Linked DNA regions of Hordeum vulgare: region 2 is linked to region 1. The links are chromatin contacts, called in public Hi-C maps. All regions are on one chromosome and are shown on one strand. Each heading gives the region's core, a stretch centred on a gene start, on an enhancer-like site or on the middle of the called end of the contact. The rest is flanking DNA. Distances are from core to core; before and after follow the strand shown. Region 1 holds the start of LOC123440741 (transcription factor BHLH6-like). Region 2 holds the start of LOC123445317 (glutaminyl-peptide cyclotransferase).

Region 1 (2,520 bases), core at 16-2,515:
GAATACTTTTTAAACTAGTAGGTTGAGAAAACAAAACTCCAAAAAAATTCTTAAAGAGGTTGTCAAAGAGCTTCAAAGCTTTTTATCAAAACCAGAATTTTAAAAATCCATTTTAAAAACAATTCAAAAATCAAGAAATCAAATTTAAAAATTTTGGGTGTTACAGTAACACGCCGACACTACCACAACCTCCCGCGCCACCATGAGGAAGGGGAAAGACAGATGGTGTCATGCAATTATAAAAGCTGAGTCAACTTTCAACTGTGTCCACGGGACGAGGCTTACACAACTTGGGTGTACGTGGCTGCCCTGCTGCTCCACCCAAAAATTAACCTATTCCTTTTATTGTTCATGTGGAACAAAATGAGTGTGTGCTCCTCTCTCCAAAGTGTTTGTGTCTTTTTTAGAGAACGAACCTACATATGTCCACGCGAAATAGTTGTGTTAGAGCGAAGCCTAGATAGTGCAAAGGAAAGGAAATGGAACATAATCTTGCAAATAAAACAAACAAACAAACAACATTTTCTAAAAAAAAGTGGTAGCATTCTAAAAACCTGTTGGCTTTTGAATATTATCAAATAATTTTCTTTCTCAAAAAAACTTTATCAAATAATACTTACATAAACAATCTCACTTCAATGTATCATAACTCTTCCATTCAGTGATAGTGCGATGTTGAAGGAGGCGTCATCAGAGATAATGATGTGGCTTTATCAATATTTTGAATTGCGGATACCAAAACTCCTACCATCATCGATGACAGTGTCGAACATGAATGAGTTACTAAAAACGTGTGAGGTTCTTTCTCGTCCATTGCAACGAATGGCACATTAAATTACATCATACAAAGGCTAATAATAATTATTTTTTTCACCCGGTGCAACGCACGACCCACTTTTGTTAGTGTCTCAAAATAATTGTTTCAAGCTTAATGTAACTTTATGCTAGAGCTGGTACTCCCTCTGTCCCAAAATAACTGTCTCAAGCTTAGTACAATTTTATACTAGAGCTAGTACAAAGTTGAGAAGCTTATTTTGAAACGGACGGAGTATAAAGTTAAGACACTTATTTTAAGACGGAGGAAGTATAAGAGAAAAAGAAACAAAGAAGTTATACTCGGTTTGCGTGGGAACAAGGGAATAGACCATGGATATTGGATAGCGGCAACTTGTACATCATCCAAAACTGGATGGACGATGGGTCCACATACAGCTGCAGGTTTTTCGCAAAAAAGAAAAAGAACAAAAAAGATACAGCTGCAGGGATGGACTTCTGGGTTTGCTTGGACAAACAAGAGCGCCGTAGGTACGAACTTACCGGACAGAGGATGAAGAGGGCTGAGGATGAATCGACTGACCTGGATTGCAGCATGCAGATGTCCGACGGCTACAACGACTACTGGAGCTCCCCGGACACCGGATACTGGAGCTCCCCAGTGGTGTCGGCGGCGGTGCCGGCGAGCAGCATGAACAACGTCGTCGTAGGCGGCCGGAATCTCAACAGCAAGCTCTACGCCCTCCGGAGCGTCGTCCCAAACATCACCAAGGTACGTACGTAGGTGCCAACGATTGAGCAACCAACTGAAATTCACTTGGGACTTGGCATGCATGCGGCAGTTCAGAATCAACCGTTCTTCCTGGCAGATGGATAAGATCTCCATTCTCAAGGACGCCATCGAGTACATCCAGAAGCTGCGGGAGCAGGAGCGCCGGATGCTCGCCGAGATATCCCTCCTTGAGTCGGCACCGGAGGTACATGGCCATGGCGACCTGCTTACTAGTACGGTACAGCCCGTCGTTCCGAACGCCGGCCACGCCATGCCACCGGTGAAGAAGACAAGGAGCCCCATGTCACTCCCGTCGGCGGTGACCCCCGCATCCGCCATGGCCGCCGCATCTCCGCCGGTCGAGGCTATCGAGGTAAACGCGCCCACGTGCTTTATCTATTTAATCATCAATAACGATTGCGGAAGATGACAGTCGACCGGCAGACGGGGACCTTGCCTGATGTTGACGCCATGGACCATGGTCTTCCGATCTTTAGCGGCATCGTCTGCTGGGTTGCTACCCCCACCACGGCACCACCGGCCCGCCGCGCGCGGACAGCAAACCAGTCGGCTCAATATTTCATTACATGGACAGGTGAGGGTGACGGGCGCTGGCGATAAGCTGCTGGTGGTGAGCGTCGCGTGGCGCCACCGGAAGGGTGCCATGGGAAAGGTGTGCTGCGCGCTCGAGGGCCTTCGGCTCGCCGTGTTCTCGGCCAACATCATGGTTGCGTCCGGGACGGTGACGTACACCGCGCTCGTACAGGTAATATTGTGTCCTTTATCAACACTTGCGTTGTCAAACTTTCTAGAGTTTCGTAAGATTTGACGGCCAACAGATTTGAAACTGTCATGAAGAAGGGGCTTTTAGTTTCAGTGAAATTTCATCAAAACTTCAATCATCTTGGTAGGATGCTAAAATGATTGCCTTTTGGTCAAAATAGTTCAGCCATTACGACACATGCAATTTAAAA
Region 2 (2,520 bases), core at 8-2,507, 170 kb before region 1:
TCCAATTAATCACTTTCTTATGAAACACCTTCATACTCACGCACACGTGGTTTATGCGAAAACGACTCGACGTAGTCTAAGCACCACCACCCAACCGTCCTTGACCGTGGACACGGTTATTCGAATAGTTTTACACTCTTCAGAGGTTGCGCGCTGTATCCACGAGATCCGGGAAAATTCCGTGCCATCCACGACTTGCGGTATATAACATACCCGAGGTAAGTACCCAATCATTGCCTATCCCCTGACGACACTAGACAAAGAGTTCACTCGATTGGTACCTAGCCCACATGTTGTAGGTCTTACGAGCACCAACTCTAGATTGTATCATTCATGCAGGGACCAACGGTGTGTCCGGCACATGTAAAAACAGTATAGTCGTCCTATGTGGCACGACCCCGACACGAGAGTGACCATATCACTCCCGCCACTAGTAATGTGAACTCTTTGCTAGTACCGACCAGAGTAATCAACAAAGCCCCGTCCCATAAAGGGGTATGTGGTCGCACATGTAAGGTTGAGACGGTCGACACATCTTAAATCTCTCATTGCTTTAGAAACCACACTCACACACACCAATTTGTTTCTTGGTACACCACTTCTCTCTCAAGTGGTCATCCAACTCAATATCATCATCCTCGGGCATCAGTGACACCCGACGAGGTTTTTGGAAACCTCTTTGTAATCACTTCTGTGTTACCATCACCATGCATATGCTCATCCTATGCATAACACTACTATCTACTTGTCAACTTTACATCAGTGTGATCCTCGTAATTGATAATGGAATGCTCAAATACAAGTGCTCCAGAAGAACCATCGATAACACCATACATGTATTTGCCAACCTGTATTATTCGCCAACATGTATTTGCTCTCTAACCAAAAGTCGATTTCTCCTAGCAAAACCACATACGATAATTTTATAGTTGCAAGAGAGAGGTCGTTTACACGCCACACATTTTGCTATTGATATATAATTATTGCACATTCTTATATTCACACCCAGACTTGAGGGAAGAAACATTGGCGTGAAGTGCAATGCATGCAAACACGTTTTGTACTAAAATATAAAAGTAAAACCAAACCATGATGTTGTGTGAAAAAATTCAAAAATATTTCAAAGTAGACGTTTTCATTCCAATGTCCAAATTTTCAGCCAAGAAATTTGGAAGACAATCTCAAATGCTCCTACGAATCACAGGTGGAGAAGCACGCTAATCTGAGAGTTACAGTTGACTTCTTTCTCTTGCGACTAAAACCAGACCCAAATGGCCGCCGGCTCCCGACGGAGGCGGCCCGCCTCCTCAATGGCGCCTATCCCCCTGTCCGTATCCGCCCCCAGCGCCTCCCCCACGTCGTGGCGCCTCCGCCGCCGGCCCATCGCGGCCGCCGGCGCGGCGCTCCTCCTCCTGGCCGCGGCCGTCGCCGTCTGGCGCCCGGACTACCTCCCCGCCGCGCTCCTCCGACGCCCTCCGCCCGCCGTCGCCAGGTTCTACTCCTTCGACCTGGTCCGCGAGTATCCCCACGACCCCGAGGCCTTCACCCAGGCACGCACGCTCCGCTCCCTCCTGATCTCATTCGCTCCTCTGCTCTCCCATGGTGGGGAATTTTTTCCTCAGATCGTTGGTTTTTCGTTCTTTGGCAGGGTCTCCTGTACGGAGGAAACGACACCCTCTTCGAGTCCACTGGCCTTTATCATCAGGTAATGTAGCGCAATGTGGATCTCTTCTCGTGGATTACGGTGATGTAAACGTGATATGCCAAGGAATACGTCCGTGGGTTTTCCACAATAAATTACTCTAGTTTCACTTGAATTATGTATCTTGGTATTCATGCCTCCCTAGTGGAAGCAAGCAGACTGGCTATCACCGTTATGAGCTGTTGAGAATCTGTTACTTGAGCTTGCAAGTTGCATCTGTTTGGTTTGCTTGCTTTCTGTCAAGTGGTTTCTCTAAAGCACTAAATGCTTCTAATTTTGTGTCTGAACAGTCGTCGGTCCGAAAGGTTGATCTTCAAACTGGCAAAGTACGTTAAATAATGTGCTTTCCTCATTTGACATTGTGCAGCAATGGTTCACCTACCCTGCACTAAATCACTAGTTACTGCTTTGTCATTTATCAGGTTTTAGATCAGCACCAAATGGATGGACATATGTTTGGAGAAGGCTTAACACTTCTCGGCGACAGGTAGATGAACCTCGACTATACCTGACTCTAGAATCGCTTTCTTGAATACGATGACTCTATTTGCTTCCGCGGTCCTGTTAAATCTCATTTCATTTGCTTTAAAATTCTCTTTTGTAGATTGTTTCAAGTTACTTGGTTGAAGAATGATGGATTCATATACGACCTACATAACTTTAGCAAAGTAATTCTGCTGACCCTGTTTCTATCTTACTGCATTTACAGATGATCCAGATGTTTTTGTTTTAAAGTCGCAGCTAATTATCCCCAACCCCCCACCTATCAATGTCTATTGTCTGCTGATCTTCTGAAATATGGGTTTACAATCATTCAC

The links. Hi-C and Micro-C count contacts between places; a contact is called where the count stands out from the background.
Region 2: a contact with region 1 is called in a Hi-C map of seedling, with 2.8 times the contacts expected there. The contact joins the promoter of LOC123445317 here to the promoter of LOC123440741 in region 1. A contact is called at or near these places in 2 of 6 Hi-C or Micro-C datasets (leaf and seedling) and 1 of 1 datasets of contacts at active chromatin or transcription factors (embryo).

The regions. Positions count from the first base shown.
Region 1 is chr3H:580,458,338-580,460,857 of MorexV3_pseudomolecules_assembly, reverse strand. LOC123440741 (transcription factor BHLH6-like) reads left to right here and starts at 1,265. Exons shown (of 4, transcript XM_045117289.1): 1 at 1,265-1,546; 2 at 1,644-1,919; 3 at 2,142-2,312. The coding sequence starts at 1,265.
Region 2 is chr3H:580,627,902-580,630,421 of MorexV3_pseudomolecules_assembly, reverse strand. It overlaps LOC123445317 (glutaminyl-peptide cyclotransferase), which reads left to right and starts at 1,257. Exons shown (of 11, transcript XM_045122280.1): 1 at 1,257-1,550; 2 at 1,649-1,705; 3 at 1,993-2,028; 4 at 2,125-2,189; 5 at 2,307-2,370. The coding sequence starts at 1,272.